Linked DNA regions of Arabidopsis thaliana: region 1 is linked to region 2. Evidence: chromatin contacts called from public capture Hi-C data. All regions are on one chromosome and are shown on one strand. Each heading gives the region's core, a stretch centred on a gene start, on an enhancer-like site or on the middle of the called end of the contact. The rest is flanking DNA. Distances are from core to core; before and after follow the strand shown.

What was found. Capture Hi-C pulls out chosen DNA fragments and counts their contacts.
Region 1: a capture Hi-C map of seedling shows a contact between it and region 2, with 3 times the contacts expected there. The contact joins the promoter of ABCG21 here to the promoter of CLE19 in region 2.

What each region holds. Positions count from the first base shown.
Region 1 is chr3:9,317,653-9,324,625 of TAIR10.1, forward strand. It overlaps ABCG21 (ABC-2 type transporter family protein), which reads right to left and starts at 2,008. Exons shown (of 4, transcript NM_113460.3): 1 at 1,647-2,008; 2 at 754-1,555; 3 at 160-357; 4 at 1-57. The coding sequence starts at 1,853.
Region 2 is chr3:8,766,567-8,774,007 of TAIR10.1, forward strand. It overlaps CLE19 (CLAVATA3/ESR-RELATED 19), which reads left to right and starts at 2,280. Exons shown (of 1, transcript NM_148747.3): 1 at 2,280-3,129. The coding sequence starts at 2,382. The coding sequence ends at 2,606. It overlaps AT3G04645 (a long non-coding RNA gene), which reads right to left and starts at 4,167. Exons shown (of 1, transcript NR_141112.1): 1 at 3,953-4,167.

The sequences.
Region 1 (6,973 bases), core at 758-3,257, 550 kb after region 2:
TTAAACCTCGTTTCAGTAGAACTGAGAATTGCATCCACCAACTCGTTGGCCATCGATCTTCATAAATCCAAAAACAACGTACGACATTATGATAATTGAGATCAACAGAAAAATTAAGTGTCATTGTTAAATGTTATGTAATGACACGAAAAGACTTACTTGTTATTGCCTTTTTTCTCAATCTAGCGTTCGTTTGATCTTGTGGAAACGTTCTAGACACTTCTTCTTTCAAAGGTGGATACAAATTCTTTTTGTATGACGATATTAACGATTGTTTCACTGAGTTTTGTTCTTCAAGCCGATCTAATCTTCCATTAGTTTCGATTTGATCATATTGTTTTGTATCCGAAGTAATTCCTGCAAACATTTATTCAAAAAAAATTTTAAAACAACAAAACTTGTATGCTATATAGTCAAAAGCAACATATAAACACATGATTTATCCCACTATTAACATAAACCTTGTAATAAATATACAAAGAATGGGATAGAATTGTCGTTGTCACATATCTCATGATGCACGACCAAACAAAAAGAAAGAGTCTAACTTTACACCCGAAGTTAGCTGTTTCAAAACTTTTTTCCCTTTCAAACTAAAAACATAAATGAATTTCGAATAGGTTCTGTACCTACCATGGACCGGGACATGCAACGGTTTGTACTAGTGGCGTAGTCGTGTTATAACTCAGTTTCATTTCCGATAGTATGCGTGTATGAATTGTAGACGATAACTAAAAAAGATTTAATACTTACCGTTAGCAAGATCAAGCACGAAATCAGCCGGGTTAACGAAACTGGATCCGGGTTGATACCCAATCGAACCAAAATATTCCATGACCCGACCCGAATCTCCACTATAAATAGGACACCCTTCCGATAAAACCAACACTTTATCGAACATCCGATAAAGCCTACTCGACGGCTGATGAATCGTCGTCACCACCGTCCGACCACCACGTGCTAGCGATCTCAAGGTGGCGACTATACGAGCCGCCGTGGTAGAATCAAGCCCCGACGTTGGCTCATCAAGAAGCAACAAACTCGGATTCACTAGCATTTCTTGTCCAATACTTACCCGTTTCCTTTCCCCACCCGAAATTCCTCGGATCAACCCGCCTCCGATAACACTGTTACAACACCGGGTCAACCCAAGATCCGAAACCACCATCTCCACCTGCTCTAGTTTCTCTTTCCGGGTCAACTCTTTTGGTAAACGGAGCAAAGCCGTGTACGTTAGCGTCTCCATGACCGTTAAGTGTGGGTAGAGAACATCGTCTTGTGTAACGAACCCCGTTTTCCGTTTAACTGAGCTTGTAAACGGCTCTCCGTTATAGCTAACGGTTCCTGATAACTTCCCTTGTAAACGGCCGGCTAGCGCCGTTACTAGCGTTGTTTTGCCACTCCCTGATGGACCAAGCATTGCTAGTAACTCCCCTGGTTTGACTATACCACTTACACATTTGAGGACTAACCGGTTCGGTTTTGGTTCTTGTGAACCGAACCAATAGCTTCCTTTCCCGGTTTGTGATTTGATACTGTACGTCAACTCCTCAAACTGCATTATATCCACAAATTAAAGAAAAAAATGAGAAAAATTACTGTACATAATAATTTGAGATATATTTATAGTGTATTAATTTAACGACCTTGAGGATTATAGGACGTAAAGATTGACGTAGAACAGAAGATTGTCTTGATTGGTGACTCGGACCGTCGTGGTCGTTATCGTCGTCAAGGCATGGGTTTACATGACTTGGAGAGCTAAACCGGTTTTCTTGAACCGGACTAGTTTCGTGTCGGTTTGCGCTCGGTGTTTTCGGAAAGCTAGATTCTTGCTCATTAGGAGGCATCATCTAGAGAAGGAAAGAGAGATAGAAAAAGAGAGAGACGAAGAGAGAGATTTGGTGTGTTGTTTTGATAAGTTCACATGTTATGCGATGTGTATATAAAGGAAAGAAGTGGGAACTCTCTTTATAAGATATGTCATTTAACATCCAAAAAAAAGAATTATTGATATCGAGAAAAAAACTAATACCGTTTTATGAAAAACAAGCAAAATACACGGTAAACAAAAATTCAGTTTATAATATAGTTACAATAACCACAAATAATCAATGTCTTCATTGCCCTGATTACAACAATAAAAAATATGTGTCCTTTTGTATATACAAAAAGAAATATATGTTCTCCTTAAACTTATGAATTTGGAGTGGTCGTCGCACTACCAACCCCTATACTTAAACCTGCATTTCATAAGATGAACTAAATTGATAAGTGACAAGTATTTAATACATTACATAGGTTGTTATGTCCTATCTGAATTTACTCCCCACAGTAAAAATATGAATTTTTTTTTCTAATTAAATATTTAATTTAAACGTTGTATACTTGTATAGCTAACTATTTTGTCTTGTAAAAAATGTGCTATATCAGTTTATACTATCCCCGTTGGCCGTTTATAGAACGCATGCCAATTTCAACATGTAACGTACTAGGTTATATGTCGTGGTCTTGTTACATATGTTTTACTATAACTGTTGTTTTAAAAAAAATTCCACATGACAACCATTAATGAAAAAAATAACAGTTATTTTTACAGAAATTTTGTACAGGACAAGATATTAAAAACAACTGTTAGACAAAGTATAGACAAAGTCTTCTTTCTCTTGAACACGTAGCATGTTTATGGCGTCATGGCATGGAAAAAACATAAAGTCTTTTTTTGAGAGTGACAAAAGCAAAGCGTTTTACGTTGTTTCTGGTCCATACTTTACATACTATGAGTCTTTGATAATTTAAATTTTAATTAACATGGGCACAAATGCACCAATAATTATTAGCAGCATTTCTACCTTTTTAATTGACGCTGAATATTTTTTATTTGTGTGATTCGTTGAATTAAATGAAGAAACGTAGCCAGAAAAGAGAAAAAGAAATTAACATTATTGTTACAAGAGTGGTTGGATTTGACACCAAAAGAGAAAGCTAAGAACATTACAGAACAAAGTTATATATGCTTCATTGCGACACATTTATTCTACAGATTCTATTCAAAGATCAGCCTAACCAATACAGCTGTATATACACACCACCATCCATCCCATATGAGCAATTTGTTTTTTTCTTTCTAGAATTAATATTTTTGTTGCAGATATTAATAAGGGGATAATATGAATTTACTAAAAACAGTGAAAATTATTTGACCATATATGTTAACATTATCCTTGACCCCTAAAAATATATATTACCAAGTCCTTATTTTGGATGGAGCTAGCTTGAGAGAGCTAGGTGTTGCCCCAAAAGCTATTAAAACGAACTTTTAATCTGATTCAGTTAAGTATTTATATATTTTCGTAGGAAAAAAAAAATAGTATTATTCATCCAAATTGGAATGAAAGAGATCATATGAAAACTATATATAATGTACTAAATATAAACACCATCATCAATTGTCAATAATCATAATCAAAGTTCGTATAGGTAATGCATATTCTCTTGGAAATACTAATGGCTCCACTGAGCTCATATGTTCAATTAAATACTGATTTTCTTTCTTGAGGGATTTTCAGAACATTTTAATTTTCTGAAATCGATTTTTGTTTGTGTTGTGTGTGATTAATAGGTGCTCTCTTTCGAACGTGGCACTTGCTAGTTCGATGCTACCGATTTTGGGTAAGATTGTGTCTTCTCTTTCTTAAAAAGATAGTCTTCGTTGAATCATAATGTGCTCCAAACATTTAGGTCTTTTTCCCTAAAAAGAATCAGCTTAATAAAAAACATTTTATGAGATTTACAAAAAAAAATAAAAAATCTTTTATCACGAAGTCTATTTGTTTAGGTGTCCGACGAATAACGATAAACATTACAAAAGAAGAAGAGGCGATTAAGATATTAATCGAATCGTCATAATATAAAATTTCCCCAAATTCTTTTCTATTTTATAGCTTTATGCCGAACCAAATCCTAAACACTAATCATTTACTAAGTGACTTTGTAATTCTAATTCAGCTTTAATGATGATACGTTTCAGTTGCTTTTCCTTATCTTTATTATTATCACATTGAAGAAAAATAAAGAAGAGTACATGACATTTAAAGATATTAACAAGCAATAGAATACTATTGTAATAAAAAACAATGCTAAATGTGAGTTGGTTGAAGATATTGTATATAGTATTTATATAGTTAATTATCTTCCACTTTCTCAATCCTAATGTGTAATCGTGTTGCTAGATATAAAGTATTTGTCACGATGGAGAAGTTATTGAATTCAGAAATTGATATAGAAAGATATAAGTGATGGTTATACGGGGTGTTAAAATGGGTTAAAATTTATGGGTCAATTTAATTCAATTCAACCCATGAATTTTAATGAGTTGAAATTTTTAACTCAAATGAGTTAATGGGTCAAATGAGTTGATGAGTCAATTGGTTTGAGGAGTAAAATGAGTTGGGTTGTAATGGTTAATGGTTTCAATAGTTTACCCAATTAACCCATCAAGTGTTGTAAAATTGAATTAAACCCGTGATTTTTCTGTCAAAAACGTAAACCCGTGATTTTCCCGCCAAAAACGTAAACCCGAGATTTTTCCACCAAAAACGTAAATCCATAATTTTCCCGTCAAAAACGTAAACCCGTAATTTTCCCGCTAAACCCGTGATTTTCCCGCTAAAAACGTAAATCCGTGATTTTCCCGCAAAAAACGTAAACCCGTGATTTTCCCGCCAAAAATGTAAACCAATAATTTTCTCGCCAAAAACGTAAATCTGTAATTTTCCCGCCAAAAACGTAAACCTATAATTTTCTGCCAAAAACGTAAACCCGTGATTTTCTCGCCAAAAACGTAAATCCATAAAAAGTGGAATCCGATATCCTAAGTTTGATGATAATGAATTAATAATGATAATTATTTATTATTATTTTATACTAATTATTAATTAAATTATTACTTAAATGGGTTAACCCATTTAACAACTCAACCCATCAAATTAAATGAGTTATGGGTTGATCCAACCTATTTAACAAAATGAGTTGGGTCAACCCATAACTCATTTAACCGTAAACTCATTTGATTATGAGTTGAGTTGAGTTGGGTTACCAATTTTGACACCGCTAGTTATACGATAGAAGATAACTAAAGACACTTTAATAATCTCTTAAAAGAGTTTATCTTATGAAAGTCTTAATTATGCATCTTCAACATGAAGCATGTAAGCTTGTTGCTATGCCTACGAGAAGCCATTTCAAACTAAAAGCAGCTACTGGGAAAGAAGGTCTAGATTAGTTGATTTAATGAAGAATGTTCCTTATTAAATTGTTGTGGAGAGTATTTTATACTTCGGAATTGGAACAAGGCTAGATTTTGCATATCTTGTTATAGTCTAATTAGCATTCTTGAGCAAACATGTTTACAAAACATTGTCAAGCAGCCATGCAGTCAAATGAGTGGGTCACATTAAATACATCAAGGGAACAATGATGAATTACATACATTGGGGAAATATTGCGAGTAAGATCATTCAATGTCTAGTTTTCACTGTTAGTAACATAATTAGTTGGATCGGTTTCATATGTAAAGTTGTGCTTCTGTTAACTACATAAGCAAAATGCATGGGGTGTTATTGGATGGCTTTGTTTTTTTTTGTGCACCTCTGAATTATATTTAACTCAATCAAAGTTTCGAGCATACAATCGGAGAGAACTCTTAGCTAAGGAATCCGCCACAACATTGGTTTCCCTTCTAATAGAACGACAAACAAATAACTCAAACGATAAACATAATCTTGACATTCAATTAACATATAGACTTTTGACACATGAGTTTTCTATGGCCAAGTATTAGTTTTTGATAAAATTCCAAGAAAAGCTGATCTTTACGTGTCGGATCTTTGACTTACAAATAATTAATTAGTTGTCAAAGACAAAGAGCATAAAATGAAAAATTCGCACTAAGACAAATTATTCATCACGAAGGACGAACCTGTAAATTAATATGCCAACCATTCTGCTTATTTTCTTATATAAATGTCAATATCAAAGTCACCAAATAATATCAGTTTCTTTTCTTAAATCTTAATATAAAGTGACGAACTACTGAATGGTTATTAACAAAAAAAAATAAAAAAAAAATTAGAATTGCTGAATTTATCAAATCTAAAAACATTTCATGAGCATATTTCTCTTATTAACAGCATGTAATAAACGGATTTATATATGGATGCTTACAATGCCAACAAACTAGTATAAATTATGGTCCATTTAAGTGGTCAATTATAAAAAGCTACTCTTATGTGAAATAATAGTTGAGGGGAAAAGAAGATAAATGATGCTGATTTTTCTTTTTAAAAAGTAATTTCTTTAATGTGCAATAAATTTTTTTTATTCAAATTGTGAATACAAGGTTGAAAGTTTTATGAGCTTATATTTCAATCGGACCAGACAAAATGAGCACATAAAGTTGTAACTAATAGTGTTGTCAAAACAATATATAAGTTGTTACCTTTTTGCATGCTCTATAAAAGACCATGCATTATTAAGGTTAAGAACTTTTGCATGTTCCTCAAAGCAATGACTCCAAAAGCTCGAGATAGGTACTGGATATATCTGTAAAGCTCATCATATTTATTCATCAACATTTAAAACAAATAGACCGTATGAAAAAAAAAAAAAAAAAATCAAATTCAGTTATTACTCAACTTAGGACTTAACACATTCACGAAGTAATATTGCAGAACAATAATTTGTTTGATAGTAAAAAAAAGATTCAAAAAGCTCGCGAGCCTATATAGTACATATAACAACAAAAGTATCAATTGAATGCTCATAATCATATGCAAATGTTGTAGTAAAGTGAAGCATCCACTTACAAAGTTACAATGCTATGGCCATCAATGTTATCTAAGGTAAATTATCAGTTAGACCCGCTTTGATTTGGTAATTATTGGTTTGAAAATTTTAGATGCATTATAATGGT
Region 2 (7,441 bases), core at 1,030-3,529:
TCAAATTTGTTTTACCGCTTCGATTTTCATCAGATTCAAACAACCTCCTCAAACAATCAAGTGTGGGATTCTAATAAGATATAGCAAATTAGGTAGTGTTTCAGGGATTGGATTACCCATTGTAATATCAGAACTTAGTACTAAGAAAAACAACCTAAAACCTTCTACAATTGCACATGCTACGAAATGTACTAATCAATATATTATAACACATGCAAAATGCAACACACCATTTATTGTTTGCCCAAAATCTAACAGTAGTTAATGGTTTACTCATGACTAACTGTATTTGTCAGCTTTAGTAGTATAGCCCTAACTAGCTAGTGTACGTAGAATTTGCTTCGTTAAAATTCAGTCTTGTCTTTTATCTTCTCGCTTACATCTGCCTCCATCAACACTAGTTTGCCAATTCTTCAGATATCCTTCTTTGTTTGTTTTAAACTTCAGAAATTGTCTGTCTTCAAAATTATGTATGATTGTCGTTTAACGAAACAAAATTCCAAGCAAAGATTTGAAATGTCTTATCAATATAAAGAAACGATTGATTAAATATATTATTTAAAATTTTCATTGGCTTGTGTTTTAAATTTTTATAACAACTAACCTTTTAGTTGTAAAGCTAGCTAGTTACTGTATATAGAGATTTCATAATCCATTATTTCTCTAATGCTTTTAAGTTTTAACCAATGTTTTCAAAAAATTTTGAAAATATATCATTAATTCCACCAGGAAATATTTGACATTTATTGTTACTCTCAGAGAAGATATCATTTAATAATTTCACTACAAACGAATTAGGAACATTGATTGTATACTATTGGAAAAACAACGAAAGCGTGTACAGAGCGTAAAATTAGCATTCTACATTGGAATGTGATCTTTTCTTAGATCATGGTGTGTCTTTGTTCGTAATGTATTAGCCTATTGTTTTACAGTTTTCTCTTCATCAAACAAGTTCCTAATTATGTGTGAGAGACTGTGAGTGTCGTTCCATTTTCTATATAGAACTAGTCATAGAGGGCTAATCCCAAAATATTGATTGGTATTGACAGTGATACTTGGTAGTCTACTTTCTTTTTCCTTTTTATTGTATCGTATAATCGTACAAATTCAAAAATTTAGGTTACATACTTATTTTAGATAGTTAAAGGTTAGTATGGAATCATAAAATAGTTTGAAGTTTTTTTTTCAATATTTCTTAGCAAAAATATATATTTCAACATGTGTCTGCATTTAAACTCTCATGTGGTTTGTTTTTATAAGTTTTATTGTTTAATTATAAAAATAAACATGTGATATTTATCCACTACTAAGTTTCACAAATAATATATTGGAAAGTCAAGAAACTGAGAGAAAGAGAGATGGTGTGAAGTTGAAAATGAGGAAAATAATCCTTTTGGGGGAAAAAGAAGTTAATGCGTTTGATTGAAATTGAAAGTGGCTAGTAGGAGGAAGTAAGTAAGCATGGGTTACATTACAATTTCACCTTTTCACTTACCTTTAAACTTCACTTCCAAAATAATTACACTTTTCATGTGCTTTGTTTCAAAGGTTTCTCTGATACTCTCTTCTTCATATAATAGAACCCATATATAATGTACTATATATATATATATATATATATATGAAAACTCTAATTAAGGTGTTAAAGTTAATTGGGAATGCGGAAGAACCAGAATATATTCACATTTCATGGTAAATTATAAGTTTTTCGTTTATTGTGAAAGTTCTTATGGGATGGACATATTATGATCATGTAGTTATATAGATTAGTTGCAAAATACAAATATCAATTTGCATGATTCATGTTTTTTCGAAATGTGCATTAACATTCGCCTCTATACAAAGAATGGTGATGATAGAATTGTCATAAAAAGAAGATGGACCGCTAAGAGGTCACAAATCTATTGCAATTCGTCGTCCATAATGAATCGTAAATGTATTTTTCTTAGACCTCATCAATGGGTAGCAGAATATTTGGGTTTTATTCATTAAGAAAAACTATTTATTGTATACAATTATAACATGTCGGCTTTACTGTTATCATAAATGTGTCCACAGGCCACTTAATGAGGCTAAGGCTTATGAATCTTCAAATCAAAGACATAATGAAGAACCTTTTTTTACCTATCGAAACGAGAAAAAGTGGAACATGCATGATTTCCACATAATTACCTAATTATTCTTAAGCTATTTCATTTAGTCAAATGCTTCATTTATTTATTTTATATGCACCGTATAGCTTGTATATAAATATATCCATTCTAATTCTTTTTGCCCTTTTATCAAACGTCGCTATTTATAACAATCCAGCTTTTGCTTTCCTCCATATTATATCCCCATCAAACAAACAAAAACAATATTTGACCAAAAATAGACAAATGAAGATAAAGGGTTTGATGATATTGGCTTCTTCTCTCCTGATTCTTGCCTTCATTCATCAGTCGGAATCAGCTTCAATGCGGAGTTTGCTGATGAATAATGGATCATATGAAGAAGAAGAACAAGTTCTAAAGTATGACTCCATGGGAACGATCGCTAACTCTTCTGCTTTAGACTCAAAACGGGTAATTCCCACTGGTCCAAATCCACTCCACAACAGGTAACTGTGGTAATTGAAGAACAATTATATGTGTATCTATGTTCTTGTGTGTTGTAAGGACATTTCCTAGTTAAGTTTCATTAATTACTCGATATTCTTTGCCTTTCCACACATCTTTGTTTATTACTACTGTACTTGTTTCAAAGTGATTTAAGGATATCATATGAAAACCCTTACCGGGACCAAGGTTGACTAAGCTTAGAAATCCTACGTTGGAAAGAAGAAGTGGCAATTGATGTCTCACTTGTTCTGTTCTCTGGTTCATATAGATCGATTGGAAAATATTGCATGGTTGATGTTTGTTCTGATCATATGAGATCATGTAAAGCCAATATATATTTACATACAATAACTATATATGTGTTTGAGAAAACAAAACTATATATGTGTATATATATATATTATATACATGGTTGTGAAATAAAACAAGGATTATTTAAATACTTAGAAGGAGACTGATATTTCAATTAATCTTTTGAATTTGTATTGTGTATAGACTATTGGACTTTTTGGGGCAGAAGTTTCTGAAAATGCAATTAAATTCACTTATATGTCAGAAGGAACTCACTTTATAGTTAATACATAGTGTCTCCCAACTCCCATCTTGTCTATGGTTCTCTCTCTCTTACGACTACGAATATGGATTAAGGAAATCTTGCAAGTTTTTTTTGTCTCTAACAACATTTTCAGTTCATGTTTCAACTTAAATTATAAAATCCTTGTTCAAGATACTCTAACGTTTTTTTTTTTTAATGTAATGTTAAATTAGATTCAAAAGAAAAATGTTGTTTGTACAACAAATGTATAGTGTGTTTGATAAGACTAAATACATTTCTTAGCAAAAATTCTAAATTTAACTTCTAGTTGCATAGAAAATATATTCTAAATTTAATAAATGCATAACAAAACTTGTGTAACTGGGGGACAGACCTATCAAGATAAATAAATTAAATCAAGTGACGACTTTAGTCACTTTAAAGATTATTTAAAACAGAAAGAACTACAGAAATTAACACCAAAAAAAAAAAAAAATTAACACCAAATAAATCACTTGATCTCAGACTTTCAGATAATAGGTCAAGGTTGTCTTTAACAAGAAAAAAAAAGACAATTATTTATTCGGAGTAATAATTGTTGGGCCTCTAGACAACTTGGTCCACTTACAATTGTTAGGCCAACTAACATGAGCCGGATAACAATCAGTATTCTTTCCTGGTCACGTAACTTAAACAAAGAGCTACGGAACTTTACATCATTTCTAAGTTCCTACAAAGTTTTATCGATACTGTTATTCTTTTATGGGGAAACGTTAAATAGAAACACAAAAATTGAGTCTACTAAACACCAAATAAATCGAAACACAAAAATTGAGGCTGATATCAGAAACAGAAATCAACCACAAATCACCGTTCAAATGTCATTCCAGTTGATGTCTCAAAACTTTTGCTCACTAAAACATTTTCTCTCTTAATAGAATTCTCTGTCAATGGTCACAATGTTATTAATCATGTCTCTTTGTAATCATCCTTTCATAGACAAATGAACATTAGCCATAAAGAGACACCAATATCATCTAGAGTATAGACATGAATGACTCAGTGTCTCTTAATGAAGTAACTTCCTAATAATACCGGTTAACTAAACCGGTTCAGTATGCTGCCAAATCATAGACCGGGTCCAAACTAACCATAAACCAACATATACTGTTTAATTATCATCGATCAAACTCTTCTCGAGAAAGAACCCGAATACCTATAACATTCGTACTATCAAGTGTGAGATAGAATAACAAAAAGAAAATCCACCAAAAACTGATTGGTCAGTACAAATTGCAAGAGAATTAAAAAAAAAAAAATAATCGCAAGAGAATCCAAAGATAAAAGAAGAAAATGGTCCTTCTTCTTATAAATGTTCCTTATTATATACAAAGAATCATTTAATTTCGTAAGCATTGATATTTTTACAAGATTGGTCAAAGTCTTTGCGTGCATGTTCTTTAGCTTTGATTTTCCGCCTGAAAAACTACCTTTTGTTCTTGACTCTATTCTTATAGAACAGAATCGGTACTACTGATCTAACTGACGTAATCTGACACTTTACTCTATTTGGTTTTGTGACAAAATATATTGTGAACAAAAAATGTTTGTTGTGGTCCGTGATTTATACCATTGTTCTATAAGTTCTTTACTATATAGAGTCTACTAAATCCAGTCCCTCTTTCCAAAATGATTACGGATACAATCACCTGTTATCCACAAGTTTGAAAGTACAATAACATTTACCTCTCGCGTTTAACCAAAATTGAAAATTTATTGGAAAGTTGAAAAATAAAAATGCATAAAATCAAAGAAATGCTGTAATTTATGATTTGTGGGACTAATGTTACAAATGTAATTGCTAGACGCTATACTGTGCATGTACCAACTACCAAGTTATAATTTTTTAAGAATGTGGCTATATGACTTACGAGGTACCCTTTTCCTTATCTATAAACTCCGTTTTGATTTATGATTCCATCCGAAGTATATGAATAAGCAAGCAATAGGACACAACCCACTAAAAAGAAAAAGCAATACTTGTTTGAAACCCGTTAAATCACAAATACTAAAATTTGAAAACGAAGATGCATCTACTCTGCATAGACGAACATAAATATTGGTTGCTTTTATGTATAACAAAGGTTGTAAAAATTATTTTGAAAAAAGCTTGTAAAAATGGTAGAAACGAATTAATTTCTAAGATATGAAAAATCTCAAAAAAAATTCAGAAGTTAAATTTTTTATATATCAAAATCGTGATATCAAACAATTTTAATTTTTTCAGTCAGTTTTTTTTCCTTCAATTTTATATATATTTCAAGCGGACACATAATCCCCTATAACTATAAAATTTTAACATATATCCAACTAGTTATGAAACATATACAAATAATAAATATGTTAATGCAAACTGAACACAACAGATCATATATATCACTAATCTACATATACATTTTTGTAGCCATTTTGTGAAATAAATCCTGGAGTTAGAATTTATTTACAATGGCTGCCACTGGATTTAAATTATTTGATTTTTTTTAATTAATGGTTTGAATCTTTATACGACAATTAATTGTGTAACAAACCAAAAAGATTCTAAATATATGGCAATCCCATATGTCACGCAAAACACAATAATTTAACTTCTCCTTATCTCACCTACAATATTCACTAAATCTTAAAACAACCAAAATTTGAACTATTTAAATTATTTGTATTAAATTTCGGCAATAAATTAAAACAAATGTGAAACAAACCAAAAAATACATTTACGATTCCGGAAAATGAGCAAACCCAATTATATGTGCAGCTAAAAACATTCTTTATTTTGGTTTGGATATTCCATGGAATTAATAGTCCATAACTTTTTTGGCATAAAATCATAATCACAATTAATTCCACAACTAATATTTAAACTTATAGAAAAAACTAAAATATCATGAGACGAAAAATATAGCGTGACGGATTTGGATTGATATGAAATATAGCAGGACTGGTTTAGATTGATATAACACAGATTAAATATTTATTTTATTATTTTATCATCACCAAATTTTTTAATTACAATATCAATATAAAATTATATAATTTTAATACTAAACTAAAACTTTAAAATTTAATATTATTATTTATAAAAATAAAATATTTGCCCTGTGGTATACCACGGGTTAAATCCTAGTATATAAGTAAAAGACTAAATGAATATCAATATTTACACAATCACTTCACAAATTTCGGTATCTAATATTGTATTTTGAGGTTCACACTGATCTCATTAGAGGCTATTTTTTCAAGTGACTAAATTTTGTAATGATTTGCATATTCTACATAACTTGCTTTATCCAAAGGTGATTTTTTTTTTCCCATAACCCGTACACGTTTCCTCAAATATATCTTACTAATACTATAATGTATTTCTGAATTAGTTAAAATTTATACAAAGTGGTTTATAAAGTTTTTGTATGGATTTAGATTAATTCATTTTGAGCAAAGTGAAACGAAATTCAAATTTTGTATGGCTGAATAGGTTTCAATTCAACTTGAATTATAATCTATGAAATCCTATTGACGAAAAAGGAAAAAAAAATATAGGTTTAACATTAAACAGAAACAAATTAGCTTACAATACTTTCTACAAGTACTTTATAACCCTTGATACCTTTTATCGTAACAATAAGTAACGTGAAAGATTTATGTTGATATAAAAATAGCTAGCTCTATTCACGTGAAAGCTTTATGTTGATATAATAATTCTCCCACATTAAGTAATTAATTAAAATAAAATATTAAAACTGTTTAATACAACCAAAGTAGTAAGGCGTAAACTTATTAAGGAACGCGTCTTAATTACCTGGTTTTAGGTTCCTTAATGCTTGCTTGCTTACTCCATCATAAAGTTTGTAGATAATGTCTAATATTGGAAAACGAAAATGGCATTTCTTCTAGTTGGTTGTAGTCAGCTTAACATCTTTGTTAATAGAACTTTATCTTTACATCGACAACTAAATTTAGAAATATTCACCTACCTATAGGTATACTATATAAATGATACCCAAAGAAAGTCAAGTGACTTCTCTAGTCATGGACGGTTAAGGATATATATGCCTTAAAGTTTGTATGAATTTAGCATATCACAAAATGCTTTTTCTATTGTTGCATGAAGCATCCAATGTCAGATTTTGGAAGGGTCTCTAAAATTTATTTCAATTAATAGATTTTGTGGATGAAAGTTTTCCGTAATCTAATACATACTAGTTATGCATGCATGATTTGGCCGATCATCAATAGAAAGTGATAGGCA